Regions from separate parts of the Bombyx mori genome. Here region 2 is linked to region 1. Evidence: chromatin contacts called from public Hi-C data. All regions are on one chromosome and are shown on one strand. Each heading gives the region's core, a stretch centred on a gene start, on an enhancer-like site or on the middle of the called end of the contact. The rest is flanking DNA. Distances are from core to core; before and after follow the strand shown. Region 1 overlaps LOC101735337 (protein muscleblind). Region 2 overlaps LOC101735337 (protein muscleblind).

Region 1 (6,712 bases), core at 3,772-6,271:
ATACGGGCTTTTGGCCAAGTAATATACTTTAGTTATGAGTTAATAATTATGCTAGTTTTTATTGCGTGTAGTAAGTTTGGTTTTCTTCTTCTTCTTATTATTATTATTATTATTATTCCGCGCCTATTTATGTTAAAGGTTATCGGGCCTGAATTGATGTTGAAACGTCGAGGAGTCAAGGGTCACTATATTAGCGACAGTGTGAACGGTGAAAGTGGAGGAGATGTTTCGGTGATTAATCTGCATACCGCTTATCCCAAATTCAAACATTGTGAGTATATTTAGAGTAATAGTCATGCGACTTTAGGAAAAAGTACATGCGTAAGCAGTATAGAGCGATCGGCCATATGGCGAGATTTAAGTTGTGCCACTATTATTAAATTAGTTTCTATAATCACAACATATCATTGTCGTTTCAACGCCACTTCTGAATCGAAGCAAGTTCTGTAACCGACGTTGATGTTTCGTTGACATTACTATGAGGTCTCGTTGTTGGAAATGCGTCGTAAAAGTCGTTTAAAACATGATGTGTTTGTACGGTTACATTAGTATACTAAAAGGACCTACTTACATAAACGAATTCAAAGCTACCTACGCACTATAAGGCACAACTTAAACTTTAATACTTCATAATTCTACGTGTTCATAATTATATAAAAAAGTAGTTAGCGAGTACACCGAAAGCTGCGTGTTGCGTGCAAAGAACGCCTACTATTTCGAGGACCGATCGCTCAAAGCATTGAATACTTGAAGGATAGGATAAATTACTCACCACGGCGGGCACCTGACCGGGCAACACTTGCCCGGGTGTCAGACCCATTTGCTGCATTAGTGCGTTCTTCAGGGCTAGATGATTCCTGCCGTTGATCAACAGCTGATCCTTCAGGTGTTGTGGCGGATGGAAGTATTTGCAGGGTGGCTTCTCGCGGTTACACCGTCCCTGGAATAACGTTCATAGAAAATTTAAATCCATGTTTCTTACGAGCTCTTTTTTTACATTCTTCAAAACAATTATTTAAATATGATAAACTTGAAAATGTTGCGCTAAAATGACAGACTTAATATGAATTGACGTTAATGACATGTAATATTATTAGATTATTAATCGAGTATCTGTTGACCGCTTGTAGTTGAAAAGGTTTTGATACGATATTTCAGTTTGTCTATTATCATTAAAATATATTCCTATTTAAAACGTAAAAATTCGAAAATATACGAGGTAAATTAAATTTCATAATACATAAATAGACGCATTTAATGTACTGTTTTTATTTACCTAATATGGACAAAATCTTGTGAATCCTAGAACACATCCATATGTATACTGTCATAAAAAAAAAACATTATTTTCCGATAACTAATTGCCTAGAAGAAATCGTCGCAAAAGAAAAAGACTGTGTACATTATTTTACAGGGCGTTTAACCTCGGAGCAAATTTGCTCTAATTTTCAACATTAATGACGAACAAGATAGTCGTTTTATGAATAGATATCCAGTAAATCCGCGTATAATTAAATTGTATTCGAACAATCTAACATAAGACTACACAATAATCCGAATTTCTTAACATTTCAGCATAGCACGAGTGAGCGTTTTATAAAGGACTAGCGGCCCGCTCCGGCTCCGCTCGAGTCTTTAACAAAAATTTCAACGATGTTTGACGTTGTTTTATTTTTTAAAATAAAATAACGCTTATTGCGGCATAACTATAATAGTTAGACATATGCTGCCGCGACACTTTTTGTAAATAATAATGTGTTCTACAAAGTCGTAGTACATTATTTTATTCTATCATCAATAGTTTTCGCAGGGCACGCGATGTAAAGAATATTTTAGGTAATTTTTTTTACACCTCGGGATTACATTATTGGAGTTTTAGTAAGGATCCTTAATTTTTTTCAAAAAAGATTATAGCCTATGTCACTCGGGAACAGTGTAGCTTCCAAACAGTGTAAGAATTTTTCAAATCGGTTTAGTAGTTTCGGAGCCTGTTCAATACAAACAAACAAACAAATCTTTCCTCTTTATAATATTAGCATAGAAAAGAAAATGAAAAGCGTTTATCGCAGTAACAAAAAAAAAAGACGTACACAAACAAACCCGGTTTGAATATTCAACACTGAGCTGGGGACTCGGCTACTGATAATGTCCGCGAACGGGGTCGGAGTGATTTACTGAGTAACTTTTGTACAGTACGATGTTATCAAAGTACCTCTACCTCTCTCTACATAAACATTACGTTCGCAAAAAGTTGGAAGACGCATTGGATCGAATCGCACAGAAATCACATGCAGATGTGTGTGTGTGTGTACAAAATTTTCTCAGTTATTAAACTGTGACGATGCTTCCTACAATAAACTCGAAGTAGCCGACTGTATTTAGATTAACTTGTTACTGGCAGACATAATGTTAGTCGGTCGGTCCTCTGGCTGTTCAAACTCGGAATAAACTTATTATATCCTGTTAGTCGGTGCCGTTTGCATTAGCCGAGTTTCAATTCAAAGCGATCCGTTTATGAATTTCGAATGGAGGCATCGTTTTTAACTGTTATCATTATATTTTTAACGTGTCGTATCTAACGCTTATTAAATAAAAGCCATCTCTTAATTTTAGAAATAATACTGATTGAATTTTTATTATTATTATTTTTTTATTGCCCTTGTAGGCAGACGAGCATACGGCCCACCTGATGGTGAATGGTTACCGTCGCCCATGGACTTCAGCAATGCCAGGGGCAGAGCCAAACCGCTGCCTACCAAAAGAAAATAAATAAAAAAACATAGAAGCTACAAATGTGAATTTTTTAATGATTTTTTTATTGTTTAGAAGGGTAGACGAACTCACGCCTCGTTTGGTGTTAAGTGGTTACGGGAGCCCGTAGACATGCACAGCGTAAATGCCACCAATCACCTAAAGACATGAGTTCTAAGGTCTCCGTTTTTACAGTGGTACTGTAGCTGCCCTGTAGCTGCCTCACTACTATACAAGCCGACACGCATTACTGCTTCATAGCAGGAATATGTACCAACCGGTGATACTTACCCGTGCGGACTCACAAGACGTTCTACCGCCTATTGTTTCTTATGCCTCCTGCAGCGATGGGTAAAGTAGCTACACTGCATTGTAATTATATTATCTGTGCTATTCTCATATTTGCAGGCGTACTGTTCTGCACAAAATGTATTTGATATTGTGATATTTTAACCGTGAAATTTATGATCAAAGCCTCAATAGCGTTAGAATCCATTCTGTCCTTTATTCTTCGAGTTGTTTAATTTGATAGTCCACTAAAACCACCACTACGAGTAAAAAAGTGACATCTCAAAAATATGCCGCAAAGTCTCAAAAACTGTGTATTTCTTTAGTAACAAAACAATCTTGAATAACAAAAACAAAAGTTGCGTATTAAACAAAATAAAACTTTCAATATCCTCTGTTTGTTCGGGTTACGTAACGATCGAGACGAGTCCAACTCGGGGCAATAACCGCCAAAAACTAATAACATTTTTGTGTGATAGCAGGGAAGCAAACCGAACACCGAACCACCCTCGACGTTTCTCTTATACCAACAACGTACACTTGCACAATGCAATAAAAGATAACCGAAACGTCCAGAAGAAATTCATTACTTTCCATTCTTTTAGTGTCATCTATATATTAATAGGTGAAGCAAAACTTTGTATCCCTTTTTACGAAAATTGCGCGGACGGAGGAGTATGAAATTTTCCACACTTATAGAGAATATAGAGAAAAAGTGCACAATGCTAATATATTTTTTTAAATAATGCATAAAAGATACATGAAATCAATCAAGAAAACATTACACACACTACATACCATGTATTTGACGCACACACGCATGCATACTATTTATTGTCAAACTTTTTGACGTCTGTGGTCAAATTGAGAATAAATTAAATATTTTTTGTCTTTATTAATATTTTTTATAGTGTGGCCTTGACGAAATTTGTGATTATAGAAGTATAAAATACAATCATAATAGTGTACAAACTTACAATTCCAATTAATTATAGTCGAATTTTGACTACTGCGGGACGGACCTCTAGTTTCATAAATTTCTGACTGAGTCATTTGAAATAACAAAAATGGAAATCCGTAACTTGGCACCTATACTAAAAAGAACTGCACTTAAGCGACATCAATGAACTGAGACGCTCATATCTCGTTACCGTGAGAGCATTAAAGCGCCAAGTGCACTCTGCAATTGTAACGTGTATAACGAACGGGGCCCTGGTTCAGAGTATACTGGCGCGTGCCGACAACCTCGTCGCTCTTGCCAAAATCAAATAAAACACTACTCTAGTACCTATAAAAAGCAATTAATTTTAATTGAGATACCTTTTTCTGAAACGATTCTGATTTCCACCTGATGGTCGTCCGGAAGAGATTGGTCTTCGCCATAAGACCGCCCATTGTCTTTTGTACTTAATGATTTGCATTGGATTTTTTTTTGCCTTAAGAGGCTGTTTCAGCGTAACCTTAACTAGTAGGTGAGCTCACAGGGCTCAAACCGGAGTGATACTAACACTGACCCTAGCAAGAGCAGTGCTTCGCAGAATCTACCACCGGATCGGAAACGCGACCCACTAAGAAGATCCGGCGAGAAACTCAGTGGGCTGTGTCTAATTCGCTCGTCGAGCCCTTCGTCGCAAGCGACGGGTTCGACGAGGATGGTTACCGGTGCTTGTGGTACCTAAAAGCACCGTTAATGGATCGGGAGGATCCTTAATGACGTGTAAATTGGTATTATTGTATACCATAAGCATACACACCCTACTCTACTAATTTTCGGAACTCCAAACATCCCTATAAGTATTTTATTCCCAAGTGTACATATTTCTTATTAAACATTATGTATGCGGCAGACGCTATTAATCAAACGATGTCCTGTAACTAAACAAACAAATAAGTAGAGTCGTTTGCGAAGAACGCACAATATGCGAGCCACGTGGTTGTTAACCGATTAGAACGTTCGATCAGATTGATGGATTGGCGGCACGCTGTCGTCGGAGCGCGGTCAACCGTACGCGCACGCCGCGCCTAGTCTTTCATCTATTCCACTATTGGCCGAACACGTGCCTCGACCAATTGACACGAGGAAAACAATGAGCTAACGAGCCGATGAATGACACGACCCCGCGCGATCTGACCCGGAGTCCACTTGTACGCGTGAATATGGCTGCCAGAAATATTTGGGGGCAGACGGGAATAGAACCGACCGGTATACTGTGCCAACAACCAGATGCGTTAGAGATAGACGGTGGAACACCTACGACACGTGGATCCTCGAGTCTATAAATAAATTTCAATTTCATTCTCAGAAGCGAATCATAAGCTTTTTAAAGTAATAATAACCACTGAGGAGATGTTAATTTTAATCGAACTTATTTATATTGTTATTTTATAATAGACCTTTGATTAAAATAAGCAAGGCGGTAGGTTAATATTACAAGCGTAGGTATGTAAAGGGACAAAAAATAAAGCAATAAATATAAAAAAAGATATCCTCGAATAAGGTCGAATGTCCCGATGGAGTTGATTATTAAAGGGTTCTTCCAGGATCGAAATACAAAATCGTAGGTAACACGATCACAATGTAAGATCCGGCCCCGGATGCCGCAATATATTTTTTTTGGTGTAAGTTAAAACGGAGGAAAGGTGGAAATCTAATTTGCAAAATTTTGTGGTCGGGAAGGGAATTAGGTAGGCAAGCAAAGTCAATTCCGAAAGTAAGTAGAATTTGAATTTAAAATGATTTATAGAGGCGCTAGGGAGTGGCTAATGAGGCGTCATGCGAGAGGGGCGCGATTACGCCTCGCAGGTGCGTATTTTTTACACAGCGGCCTCTTGACGGCCGACTATGGCGTTCGATACGCCGTAACTAACATGTTGATGACGTAATGTTGAACACGCCTACAATCCAATAAACACATCACTACTACAATATTATGTAAGAATAGAAACTAAATATTTGAGGTATAGAGGTTTTCGAATGGCAGAGAATAATACTACAGTAAGTCCACGTTAAGTGGTTAAATAATATCTATATAAAAAAATGGTTTGCGAGATTTTCCCCCGTAACAGCACAAGTGGCCGGTGGAGAACAAGGGCCGTTTAGTTCTTGTTTGTTACGAAATTAAAATGAACGAGTTTGCTTGCCCACTTATGTTACTAGCTTTTGTTTCTCGACTAAACACGGGAATGTCGGGTTCTTAGTAAAACAAATTTAGTTAATTTTGTAAGTGTCGTTTGTAAATGACGTGAGTACCGAAGCTGGACTGGGACGATGGGGTGAGGGATTAATGCAACGAAAATGGGCGCCGGCTCTCAAGGTGTTTCATTAAATTGCGCGAGACGCCTTCGTCGGCTCTTGCCTCCTACTCTCATTATGAACTGCAAACCATTCGCTTTAAGAACGGCCATGCTACTTTGTAATGACCTTAATTAACCACGCTGCTTTTAGGACCGCGTAAATTACCTACTTCACTAATGTGAATAAAAATACCTCCCTTGTACACATATTTTTTACGCAACCTGTAAAGTTACCCGCCTGCTATAATTATCAGCTATCGCTTTTGTTAAGAGAACAACAACAGTAGCATCATGATTTCTCGTTCCGAATAGTGTTCTTTCCAAACTAATATGAAGCAAAGCGCTGTCACTTTTCCACAAAAGAACGAAACAACAAAAC
Region 2 (6,665 bases), core at 2,624-5,123, 67 kb after region 1:
GAGATCACTTAGGTTTTTAACGAAAGTATGGATACCTCGTTTGTAGCGAGCATATTAGACTTGAGATCTCCTGTTACAACTTAGAAACGGGAATCGGTATTCAAAAGAATTTGAATTCTTAGGTTTTTTTTTTTATTAGCCTTGTAGGCAGACGAGCATACGGCCCAATTGATGGTGAGTTCTCAAGGTTGGTGGAGGAATTCAGCTTGTGACGTCTATAGGCTCTAGTAAACATTTAACACCAGATGAGCCGTTATTAGCTCGTTTACTCATCTCAAGCAATAAAAAATATTAAGCAGCAGAACGTTATACGTGACGATAATTAAGTTTTTTGTTGTATTATTGCGTAAGCATTTAATATTATGCGCGTGTAAGCGCATCTTAGAAGCCGTTGTGTATTGAATTTAAGTACATATATGAGTACATTATGAAATAAATATGTATCTTATAAAAACGATGAATTAGTGTTTTTTTTTGTTAGAAAGATTTAACTATTCCTTTCTCTGATGGAATCGCAATGACCCGCTTAAAATCAAAATATTCCATAGAACCATTTCATCGGCCGCCGCTTCGAGCTTTCAAAAAGCTTTCAGTGGCCTATCACTCTCGCCCTGATTACTAACGTTGCCGGCATGCAAGAACACTTAACAGTCGAACTTATGAAAAATAGAAATGCAGCTGGTTTATTTAAAATAAAATAAAAAACCAGCACGAAGTTCCCCATTTGTTTTGGGTGTTTGTGGCGTACCACAAGGCGCGGTTGCCAAGCGCCCACAGCGGAAAATTTGGCGGAAACCGATCGACACCGCGACGGAAAACAATGCATTTTAAGTTGATTCAATCGATAAGCGGTCAGACGCACACGTGTGCCGTATTGTTTATGTGCCACAAAAACCGCAAAGTTTTGCATGACTGCCAAAATGTGGAAGTATGAAGCTCGTACGAAGCGGCTTTTAGGGCGTCCCGCGGGAGAAGCGAGTGTTACGTTAGTGGACGAACGGGGCACAACTCACGCGCCGTCATTATCGTTACTGTACAGTCGGCGCCAATTTGAGCGGGCACGTAACGAGCGGCGCGCCCGTCGCGGTCCCAGTACTTCGTTAATTGGGCACTGGGATCGTCCATTTCTTTACGTGAAACGTTCGCCGTTATTCGGACGACATCCCAAGCTACTTACTGTAAATAAATTATATATGTACTAGCTTTTGTCGGCGACTCCGTTCGCGTGGAATAGTTACTTTGGCATAACGCTAAATTTTACCCCCCACTTCATTTACGTAGAAAGTGAAAATATTTTGAAACATTCTTTCTTGGTGCTCCACTTGTATCGGTCTTACCGTGATGTTATATAGTCTATAGCCTTCCTCAATAAATGTACTATCTAATACTGAAAGAATTTTTCAAATCGGACCAGTAGTTCCTGAGATTAGCGCGTTCAAACAAACCAACTCTTCAGCTTTATAATATTAGTATAGATTACGCTTCATACCGACGTTTGCCCACTGGGTTTCTCGCCGGATCTTCTCAGTGGGTGGCGTTTCCTATCCGGTGGTAGATTCTGCGAAGAACTGCTCTTGCTGGGGCCAGTGTTAGCAACACTTCCGGTTTGAGCCCCGAGAGCTCACCTACATGCTAGGGTCAAGCTGAAATAGCCTCTCAAGGCTATTAGCATAGGTAGGGAAAAAAAACGACGAAATGATAAAGAATTATTTGCATAATCTATGACAAACATAATGGCATATTTGAAGTTATTATCTAATAATGGTCCGTCCTGTTCAGTCAGAGGATATGGTTATGTAGTGCATTCCCATCTTCGAACTGACACTGCTACAGTCTTAGCAATATTGCTAGTTTTTCGAATAAATTTTCCTAGATAACTAAGCCCATCTGCATCACTATTACTTCCCTGTCTCAATCCTTCAGCTAAGAATTCCACATACGTTACTCAAGGATGGCAAATCGAACCTGAACCCTGACCTTCTAATATCTTGTCTAGGAAAACTTCTTACCTACGGTATTTGTTACATAACAAAAAGTTAATTTCATGTTATTCTGTTTATTTTAGAGTTCGTAATTCGTAAAACAATATTGATGATATTGAAGTGAATACAAAATGAAACGACAATAATGAGTTTGATCGAAGCATTTGATTGCTGGCGGCGGTACCGAATCGTGCTCGCTTCCATACACATAAATATTTTACGGTGCACTTCTTTATAGCGGTGTTATTGAATAGTCGCGGTGCTGGTGCCATGCGAATCTCAAAGCACGTATGCTCGAGATGGCAACTATTGAAATTGAATATCAGCTCGATATTGTTTTATTAGCAGTTATTTTACTGGTGGAATTATGAGCTCACGAAAGTAATTACCGCCTACCTACATATATCTGCGTGAAACATATCCCGGCACGTAACGTAGGATAGCCGTAATTACAAAAGCATTTGAGACATTAATCTTACGTCTCAAGGCGGATCGTGGTTCAGTTTTGATATTCTATATGCTCCGATAATCACTAATACCGAAGACCAGTGAGCTAGTCTATTCACTTATAGCAAAAACATTATGAATTTATTGTTATTATACAAAGCTGCAAATACTGAACCGTTTCCTTCTAGATTTCAGAAATACGCAGATAACACGTTGAGGTGTTATTGAATACATCGTAACGGGGTGAGCGGGAACACGAGTACACGGTGTCGCTGAAGGGGAAGTGGTAAGGTCGCGTTTGAAAGTGAGATGCGAGGCGCCAGGAGAGCAACAAATTAAGTCCCCGCGGGGAGCGCCCGCCCACGCGCCCGCGTTGAGAGCCGGCTGCGATAACGTCGCGCCGAAGGCGAAGGGAAAACTTGAATATTTCCAACGAATTACGTAACCAAATTTGCTGAATAAAAGTTGGCGTACGTGCCCCGACAAGTGGCAAAGTATTATTGAACTTATCTTTACATTGTAATTACGAATTTAGCAACGTTTAATTATCGAATACGAATAGGTAAGTACATTAAAACCCGGAAAATGTTTTTCAATAACTTGAACCAAGAAATGTAAATTTTAAGGAATAAAACACAATAATGTAAATCAACATAGAAACTCACTTATCCAAAAGGTATTTAATTCAAGCACTAACGAAAATGTCCCTAAGCAGTAATTTGTATTATCATAAAATTCCGACCCTAAGGACTTAGCGTCGATCAAATATACTTACTTTATTAGAAAGAAAAAAAGTAATTTCATCTGAAGAAAATATACTTTTATTGGTCAATACAGGGGTGCCATTTCATATTATGTTATTCGAAAAATGATACACGCGTTTCACGAGAGAAATAAAACTCTTACCGCAACATAAACTTTTTCACATAAAGTCATAAATATTTGGTTGCTCTTTCTATCATTCTCTCCCAGCTTCAACATTTGGAAAGAAAAGTAAATAATTGTAAAGTTCTTAATACAATAAAAAAGCTTCCACCTTTTCTGGTACCATAGTAGTAGTGTTGGTATAATTCATTCGTATTGACTTCGAAAGAGCTTTTAAAAATGTTGATTGAATTCAATTTAGGAAGCAATTTTAATGTGCTATTAAAATTGTTATAAAATTTTAATAGCATATTAAAATTGTCGAGTCGCGAATGCCTGCTTCTGAAACATCACAGCTGGACTTAAACAATCGCAAAATAATAGGGAGCGCGATTCAGTTGATGACGGCATTTTATAAAAAGCCGAGAGAGATCTGCCAATAGCAAAGCTTAAGCAAGGGTATAAAAATTAAATGGGTAGAAGGCGTTTTTACAAGTTTATCGAGCGTTCTACATCGGGCAGACATCTAATGGGCTCGTAGGCGCCGCGCGCGCTGCCTGTCTGTCTCGGCGGCCGGTGACGTGCACCGCTCGCCAGACCATACCAATTTCCGATCGATAACTAGCTTTAATATTAAAACTTGCGACACGGCATGATGTGTCGTGGACAGTGGACCACGAATAATAAATTATATAGATCAAGTACGTAAGTGTGGAGTGGAGTGAGAACAAAAAGGTCGGAATGGCGGCTACTAACACAGTAGCGCGGTCGGTTGCCCCTTGGCTTTGCTTTTAATGCGGATTTATTGACTCAAATTAATCGTGTAAGTAGAGACTGGCTCGAGAAAACTTGCGTGAAACGCGATAAAGGGCCTCTGTTAGTTCCGATAGCTGTTCGCTGTGATTCAACCGACTTTCATTTCGGGTAAAAGCCCCAAAAGGACGGAATGTATTTATTTAACTTTAGAATTTTCCGTTTGAAACGTATTTACAAAAGGATCCACGAATTTTTCTGATACGGGTGTAGTGTTTCAAGATGGTTCAGGCTGTTACGTTAAATAAGCCTGGGTCTACGGAACGACATGTCAGGCCACAATCTCATTTGTACTTCCCACTACAGCGAGCGACATGTGGGAAATGAGATGCGATTAGCACCAGTAGGTGAACATCTTACAATAAACTCTGCAGTAGAGAGTTCCTGCAAACCGTTTGTGAATATTCAATATATTAATAAAGTAAAAATAAACATCGCACATGACTGCGATGGGTCATTAAATTTTATAATATCAAATTGCTTCAGCCTTACCGTGGGTTTTAGCGTACAACTTGACTGGATCTAATGTATAGGCTCAAGATTCCTTTATATTTATTTGGTATCTAGTCCGCAATTTCCAGTGCGATTCTCTAAAAGCCATAAGTTGCATACCTATAAGTTACATTACGTCCACTAATCGTCAAGATCGACTTGTTAGTATCGACATCATATATGTATTTGCGTTGTTTAGTCAAATACGATAGAATTCTAACCGTCTTTTAGAAGCCTTTAACACCGGCCTGGTATTTGGTAAGCTGCCAATTAATTCAATTACTTCACATTGCTCTATATCTTCAGTAACAAATAATATAAATGTAAATTTTTTCATTTCAATGATCCTATCATGAATGTTAGAGGCGAAATAGAGTTCTGTAATGGGAAGCAAGAATCATTCGAAGCCGCTTACACTAGCACCGCTTCGGGACTGCATAATACATCGCAGGGAATGCACTACAGTGTGATCCCTTTCTAGACAACGTAAGTACGATTCGTACCCTGAATGGAAAGTTCTATCGACGTTACTTCTACTTTTGGACAGTAAAGACACCAGCGGAGAGAGCTTTACACGGTTTCAAAGTAAATTGACAAAGTTTTGAGTGTGACATCTCTTTGTCTTCTTACAATGGAATATCGAGCGTGTTCAATTATTTATGACTAATTGTTCATTCGCATATGCGAGTACAAAGTTTGGCCTCAGGTAGAGATAGATACTCGAACATAATACAGACGGCAGCTGTGTTTCAACAATACGTATCTAAAACATAATCAAAACGCAATCAAACAGTCAATGACAATATTCAGAAGTTTGTTTCTAAGCCATTAGAAATGGAATTTGGCATTTAAAGCATGAAAACAATTAAAGTCAATGTCGTTAAATTCAATGCAAGAATTTTGTTATTGCTAGCCACTAATAATACTACAGATCGTAAATGTGTTTTGTTAACATTAAATGTGTGTTGTTTTAAACTTCACTGACGTCATAAATGTTGTCGTCGTATGACTTGTTTATTTCAGTGCAGTTTTTAAATATATCGATATATATTCATTGGCCTGTTTTTTTTTCTTTTTCAGAAAATTAATTTAGTACCGATTTAGAAGTTATTGCAACTACGTCCACAGACTTAAAATATGTATGTATTAGATGAATTCAAATTTTAGAAAAGGAATTCAGTTTTGTAGACCTACAAACACGGTTTAACTTAAAAAAAAAATTAAATTTTTATCTTACAATTTATATAGCCAAAATAAATAGTTTCTTCTTCAAACCATTTGTGGGTAGCAAAAATAATCCGTTTCAGTTGCGTTTTTTTCTCAGGTACAAAACTAACAAAGACCTGGCTTAGCACATATCTAAAATAATTTACTTCATTTACTACAAGTTTAGTTTAATTTTTCATTTTGAAATTTGAAAGTAACTAAGAGAATATTTTACTAGTTACACTAGCAGAAGTGGCGCTATGTTGCCCAATTCGTGCAAGGTTAAAGTTTATTATTCAATTACGCCTCGAAGTAGATACAACTTTATTTGTGATGGGTTGATTAAGACTTCCCCTGCAATCCAAATAGTGTAAGCTGTACAACGATTGGCCTTATAAGCTTGAAAACAAGAAATAATCGTAGCTGGTGTTAAATAGCATCGAAGTCTGACGTAAAATATAACATAGTAGTGATGGGTGGGTCTTCCAAATTATTTAAATAAATTGAATACATATTTTTTGTCCGTTTTAAAGATATAATGATAATTATTCGAGAATTGTTTTGGTCTATCCGAAAACGCATATGGTAGTGTGATTAGTTATCGTATTACATGAATAAATTTTACTTTCACGTTTATAACTAGGATCCTTTGTATATGTATCATCATCATCATCATCGGCCTATAGCAGTCCACTGCCAGACACAGGCCTCTCCAATTGCTCGCCACTGAGCACGGTGTATAATGTTTAAAAATTTTGGGATCAGATCGAGTCAGAGTTTTGAGTCATTCTTTTTTGATTGCCGCAATATTTGCCACGGAATTAATCTTGATAAATGTGACAGAGATAGTAAATTACGTAA

What was found. Hi-C and Micro-C count contacts between places; a contact is called where the count stands out from the background.
Region 2: a Hi-C map of midgut shows a contact between it and region 1, with 1.7 times the contacts expected there. The contact joins two enhancer-like sites. A contact is called at or near these places in 2 of 7 Hi-C or Micro-C datasets (midgut and whole pupa).

The regions. Positions count from the first base shown.
Region 1 is chr4:6,862,435-6,869,146 of ASM3026992v2, forward strand. It overlaps LOC101735337 (protein muscleblind), which reads right to left. Exons shown (of 11, transcript XM_062668121.1): 5 at 773-940. Among protein-coding and RNA genes, the nearest start is that of LOC101747130, 25 kb to the left of the region's middle. Within about 2 kb of position 5,022, at least 4 of the 8 cell types and tissues checked have open chromatin away from gene starts, as enhancers often do.
Region 2 is chr4:6,930,933-6,937,597 of ASM3026992v2, forward strand. The region is part of intron 3 of LOC101735337 (protein muscleblind); the gene reads right to left. Among protein-coding and RNA genes, the nearest start is that of LOC101747130, 93 kb to the left of the region's middle. Within about 2 kb of position 3,874, at least 5 of the 8 cell types and tissues checked have open chromatin away from gene starts, as enhancers often do.